Regions from separate parts of the Danio rerio genome. Here region 1 is linked to region 2. Evidence: chromatin contacts called from public HiChIP or PLAC-seq data. All regions are on one chromosome and are shown on one strand. The core of a region is the stretch at or near the end of the contact, and the rest is flanking DNA. Distances in the headings are between cores, read along the strand shown.

Region 1 (3,337 bases), core at 597-3,096, 95 kb after region 2:
GGATCCAACCACTTGTCTGACATCTCTATGCTAGTGTATACCAAGGTGAAGACTGGGAGGGGTAATGACAGCTGGCAAATCAAGTTTTAGCAATGGTGAAGAAAACACTCCTTTTGAGCAAGGTAAAGCTGGACGCAAGTAATTAACACAATTTGTTTAATAATCCTTTGAATTACAGGAAGGGCACAGGAGACAAAGCAGGAATAGCAGCCAGAGTAAATTACAAGAATAATAGTTTGTTTAATAAACGGTGTAATTCAGATACTGCTGAAGTAAAGTATAATATAAACTACACACTGCAACTTAAATGCAAAAGTGTTAAGTGAACACTTATTTATTTCAGAATCTATACTGTGCTCCGCTTTCCCCCACAGCCCACAGACATGCACTATGTGAATTAAATAAACGAAATTGGCTGTAATGCATGTGTGTAAATGTGAGAGTGTTTGGGTGTTTCCCAGTGCTGGGTTGCAGCTGGAAGGGCATCTGCTGTGTAAAATATATCCTGGATAATATGGCGGTTCATTCCGCTGCTGTTACTCCAGATTATATGGGACAAGCCCGAAGGAAAATAAATTGATTAATTTTACTTTCATGAAGTTTGTGTCTTTTTAAATATATTTTGCTTAGTGGTAAACATGTTTTGCACTAATTACCCTATTTTTTAAATGTAGAATTTCAAGTTAAACTTATTAAATCTCAATTAGTAGCCAAGGAAACATTTGTTATATTTTAAATTTTTTTTGATGCAATTGTAAACAAATATACAATTCTAAAAGAGATAATTCACCTAAAAATGTCAATTTACTCATTTTACTTGTGTGTTTTAATATTATATATTTTTAGTAATTTTATTATTTCAACTTAAACTTATCCTATCTCAATTAGAGGCCAAAGCAACTTTTGTAATATTAATAACATTTTTGATGCAAGCATAAGTAAATATACAATACTTATCCTGCTAAAAAACCATGTGGTACTCACTGCAGAGCCAAACTAGTCTAGGCTGGTTAGCTGGTTTTAGCTGGTCTGCGTTTAGTCCCAGTCTGCGTTTAGAGGGGTTTGGACAATTCCAGGCTGATTTCCAGCCATTTCCAGTCTGGTCAGCTAAAACCAGCTTGACCAGCTTAGCCAGGCTGGCAACCAAGTCAGAAATGTCCAGCTTAAACCAGGCTGGTCAAGATGGTTTTAGTTGGTCCAGACCAGACTGGAAATGACCAAAACCCCTTTAAAACCAGGCTGGCCAACCAACTGAAACCAGTCAACCAGCTTACGCTGGTTTAAGCTGTTTTTATTAGCTAAGTAAAGGGACAGTTCACCTAAAAATGAAAATGTTCTCATCATTTACTCATCATTTACTCACCCTAATGTAGTTCCAAACCTGTATGAGTTTTTTTATTTTATTTCTGCTGAACACAAAAGTAAATATTCTGAATAATTTTACAAACTGTTTAAAACGTACTTCTACAGTAAAAACAAATGCTAAGGAAGTCAACGGTTACTAGTTTTCAACATTTTTCTAAATAACTTCCAATAGAAGAAACTAATCTTCAAGTGAAACTGACACAGTAAACCAATAAACAGATGGTCATGATTATTGAACCATAATCAATTAATTAAAACCCATATCAACAAATTGATCAATATATCTATCAATAATTGAAACTTTTAAAAACTTATTTCTTTCGTTTAGATCAACGCAACACACTATAAAATCTAAAGCCAAACATTTGAACCTAGGCTACAATAGTATTACAGAGAGAAAAAGACCCGGCTAGTCTCCTAACTTTCTACCAGTAGCAGAAAGGACTTATTTGTGTTCAGTCCCTCCCTCTGTCCGCATTAGAGAGAGAGAGAGAGTTTGCACGTATGTCAGAGGGACTATGGTGGAGGGCTGGTGAAGATGATGGCAGCTCTCTGCGAGGATGGCACATATGGACTCAATTGTGGCCGCAAGAGCGACAAAATATCAGTTTTACATGTCAAATTGACAGAATCAGCCTTTAAAGCGCTAGAAAGCTACCAAAACTGTAAGGTGAGTGATGGGAAACTTACAGTTTTATAGAGAGATAGGAAAAGCGACAGCTTGCTCGGCCAAAAAAAAAGGTCGAATAATGATTTATTGCTCTTCAGATAATGCAAATTCTCTTAAAAACTTGATAAAGGTTCTCAGTTGGTTAATGTCCTACTGGAATTGATAGAAAGTTGTTTTTTTATATAAAGAAAACTGGACAGTATGGTTAGAACATTATGCCAACACACCATTACTTGCTATGAATTCTCTCCCTGTAATTTTAACCCTAATAGACACGCATGTTTAATTTTTAACATTTTAAAAACCCGAGGGATCGCAAGAGCTTTTATTAGCCGGGCTAAAGCGAAATTATTTTGTTATTTTTCTGTTTTACTGTTTTATCTTCGACGATCCGCTACAATGCTAATGATTAGAGAAAACTTTCTCTACAGACGAATATCGTCGACTGTGCTTCCTGTCATTTCGACATTTTAATCATTTCAGTTAGCTGACAGACTCATTAAACACAATTTTCCGTGTAACGTAAGAAAAAGTCTTCCGGATACACGAAAATTAAAGTTTGCTGAGCTAGCTGATAGCATGGCTAATGTTACTAGCTGGCAGACCTCCAACAGTGGTTAAGTTCATAAGTGTGGCGATATGTTTGTCTTTTGTTGTATTTTCATCACTCTTTATCCAAATAAACATGTTTTAGATTAGCAAAATATCAAAAAACGTGTTAGTTTGTCTAATTAACGGCTAAATATGGTTACTCTGTTAGCTAGTTAGCTTAGAGGACTCACACCTGAGGAGTTTAATGTGCTTTATTAAGATAAACTAAAGTTTTATGTCATAATCGCCTTTTATCATGTGCTAAGCATCTATAGTGATCTTAAAATAAAGTTGAAGGATTTTATTATTGTGCAAAAAGGAGATTTTTTTATTCTGATGTATGCTCTGTGAGTAAGTGGGGGAATTACCCATTACTTTTTCTTACACAGTTTTAATAGTGCACTAATCATCCTCCATCTTCATGTAGTTTTGATAAACTTTTTGACCACAGTGGACGTGTGTGATCATTTCTATTCAGGTCATTCAAGCCATCGGTGGTACAATTTGTGAGTCATATTTGTAAAAGTGTTATGAATATATGAAAAAGAAGAGGAAATTGATAAAACAGAAAAGACCTTCTGGACATTTCTATCATTTCAAAAGCCTGAAAGAGTTTCTATTGGCTTACTAGGAGAAATCAGGCAGCTTCAATGAAGAGCTGCATTGTCTGGATTTTTTTAAAGCTCTACGCTGCTCAAAGTGCTTACGAGG
Region 2 (3,386 bases), core at 381-2,880:
ATCCCTTATTTATCATAGGTCGCCACAGCAAAATAAACCGCCAACTTATCCAGCATATGTTTTACACAGTGGATGCCCTTCCAGCTGCAACCCATTACTGGGAAACACCCATACACTCTCATTCACATACATACACCACTGACAATTTAGCTTACCAAATTCACCTATAGCGCATGCCTCTGGACTGTGAGGGAAACTGGAGCACCTGGAGGAAACCCACACCAACACGGGGAGAACATGCAAACTTCACACAGAAATGTCAGCTGACCAAGCCCGGACTCAAATCAACGACCTTCTTGCTGTGAGGCGAAAGTGCTTTTCATTTTTAATGGAAAATATATTTCTGATGGAATTAATTGAGCAGATTTCTTAAAGAGGGTCATTACAAAAATAAATTTGGATCTCCATAGTCATTTTCCACTTGTCATTTAAGACTAACTGATGTTTTTTATTATTTAATTACTTTAATTTTGTAAAGTTACACTCACAATGAGCAGTTTCAACTCAGTTCTTTCCATTTTTTAAAAACAGAAATTAACTTTTTTTACCTAGACAGCATTAGAAATCTTATTTTAATACATTTTATTTGAATTTTCAAGAATAACAGGAGGTATTGTCTGCTCCTGAATGAAATTTCCTGTATGAAATTATTTAAAACAAATCAGTGATTTTCCCCCTAGTTATTTAAGTCTACCCGATGCTTTTATTTAATAACATTAACTTTGTAAACGTTAAACTCATGGGTCATTTCAACCCAGTTCTTTCCATTTTTTTTAAAAACTAAAATTTACTTTCCATACTTCCAAATTTAATTCAAATATCAAGAATAAAGGGAGCTTATGTCAGCAATCTGAATTCAATTACTCAAAAAAAACCCATTTAAAATAAAAATCACTTACCATGAACCTTGATGTCTGTGGAGCGTATTCTTGTTTTTGAAATGAAGTGTCTCCATTCTAGAAAGACAAAGAGAGAGAAAAGATTAAACACCCTGACAAAATTTACAATAACCCAAGGGTCTGACATGTCACCACTACACCAAGAATTATGACTAAACATTACAGTAAATCTAAATACTATATTGTGTCTGCTCTAAATCATAACTGAACACCCTTGAGCGAATATTCTAGTTCATTTATCTACTTCATTTAACTTAAATCTTAGATTGTCCAGAATGTTTAGAATGTATATAAAAAAATATATTAGGGTGACTTTTATTTTGTGTAGTTTTTTTATGATCCAACTCAGTTTTTTTTAGCCTACAAGTCATTGCATTCTTTAAATTCTCTTAGCTTTTTTTTCTACAATTGCAAACCAAAACACACTTTTGTACTCCAAACAAACGCAATAAAACCTCATTCATTACACTGAATCAGACAACGCCCAACATCTAATATTGTTTTTATTTTACTCTTATTATTTTATCACTAAGAATGTACAAAGACCAAACTAATCATGAAGTGTTTACATTTGTCAAGACCCTGCTTTATCCACTACTCCTCCTTTATATCGAAAGTTAAACAAGTTGTGCAGCTCAAAAACATGTGGAGGATCTACTTACGTTGCGCGCCCAATACATTGCGTACGCCATGGTGCGTGAAGGATAGAAAGTTTGCTTAAGTCCCCCTCGACTCGAGCTCGCCAGCTTCTTTCATTCAACTGAGGTATGCTGCTGTCTTTTTTCTCAGATAAAGCCACTCCCGCGAGTGTGCATGGGTACCAGGACTGCACCGATAATTACAGTAAATATACGATCGGGCGGTTTATCTTGCAAGTGTGCTCTTTTGCATTGCATAGCAATGTGAAGCGAAGCTCAATTTGCATTGCGCATTTAAAAAAATATGCAGAGGCGCAATTACAGTCAGGACTTACAACACAAGCATTCTTTAGTAGTGATTGCGCAACTCTGGTTATTTAGGTGTGTTTTCTATGTTTCTAAACCAGGTAGGCTACTTTAATTGAAACGCAAATACAAAGATAAGGCTTCTTTGTAGTGGCATATGCTAAAAGAGCATAATGTGAGAGTTTTGCTTCAAAAAGCCTTTGAACCTGCGCACTGCTATAGTACAAAACATTTAACCAAACAGATAGGCCTAAAACAAAACACATTATTTTGCTCGTAATGCCATAGGTTTGTGTACATAAATCCTACCTTTTGATAACTATCTGCACGTGACGCTCATCCTGGTAGTCGGTTGAAGGCTTCCGTAGTAAAATAGCGTTTAAAAAACACGTAATTTGGCGGGAAGTGATGACATGTTTTACAGAAACCGGAAATTGGTTGAGCAACTAAAAAAGAAAAAAACGGAAAATTCCGAAGGAAAAGGAAAAATCAAACTCAAAGTTTATAAATTACTATGGATATGAAGATATTGGTAAAAGTGTTCATAGGCGAGTCAAATGAATTCAATAACTGCTTCGAGTGATTCATATGTGAGGTAACGTTAACTAAAAAGAACGACTCATACGAAAACAGAGGAGTGTCTCAAATTGCATACTCATGCACTATTTTACGCCATTTTGTAGTGTAAATAGTGGCTGTTTCTTAATATGCATTCAGTCTTGCATCCTCGTGTATTGTCATCATCAGCTGCCAAAGTTCAGTTCCAATACTCTAGACCGCAAGAACAGAGTATGCGTTAAACTTCCCGGATGTGTTCTTGATATTGAGGACACACCGATGCAGACTTGGCACCGATCTCGCTCTAGAAGTCCCAGAAGTCATTGTGACTGGAGGTGGGAAGTGCAGCATTTTAAATAGATTTATAATAAAAGTTCAGAGACATGACTTATTTACCTCAGGAGTTTCCCTAAATGAGATGGTGAATATAAACATTACCATGGACATCTTAATAAAGGAATAAACACATTAAGGGTGTTTATTTGCTGAAATTCGTATTAAAATCTATTTTATTTGTATTGTGCAACGTATATTTATAATGTTTTTATGCATAGTATATATTTTAAAAAGGGGAAAAACAATAAATCCCTGTATGAATGCTGTAATGTTTAAATAATTTTCCATTAAAAACACTTGAAGGTCATGTGACTATCAGGAACAACGCAGCATCTCATTTCTCACAGGACGCGTTCTCTGTTCTTGCGGTCTCCGGAGTTCGTTCTTCCGAGGACACCTTTCAAGACCGATCTCTTCAAGAATGCAAGACCATTCTCTGCGTTCTTGGAATTGAGAAACAGCCAGTGTAAGTAGTGCTTTCACACTGAAAACTCTCAAAAGAATAAGTGCACTTTAATTACCCGGATGATGCACTTATTCAGCTGTTAAAATGAAGGGTGGACACTTTACGTACTTATGGATCGCTGCTTTGCTCAGGTAGCGGAAGGGGCGGAGCTTTCAGGCAGACATGTTGGATTACTTTACTTTG

What was found. HiChIP or PLAC-seq counts read pairs in DNA pulled down with a chosen protein or histone mark.
Region 1: a contact with region 2 is called in an H3K4me3 HiChIP or PLAC-seq map of embryo, with 2.7 times the contacts expected there. The contact joins the promoter of ell2 here to the promoter of cast in region 2.

The regions. Positions count from the first base shown.
Region 1 is chr21:13,118,089-13,121,425 of GRCz12tu, forward strand. It overlaps ell2 (elongation factor for RNA polymerase II 2), which reads left to right and starts at 1,847. Exons shown (of 12, transcript NM_001083812.2): 1 at 1,847-2,035. The coding sequence starts at 1,904. All of the region lies in intron 5 of gtf3c5 (general transcription factor IIIC, polypeptide 5), which reads left to right. All of the region lies in intron 2 of LOC141379995 (a long non-coding RNA gene), which reads right to left.
Region 2 is chr21:13,023,579-13,026,964 of GRCz12tu, forward strand. cast (calpastatin) reads right to left here and starts at 1,631. Exons shown (of 30, transcript NM_001130591.2): 1 at 1,562-1,631; 2 at 900-956. The coding sequence starts at 1,591. The region is part of intron 5 of gtf3c5 (general transcription factor IIIC, polypeptide 5); the gene reads left to right.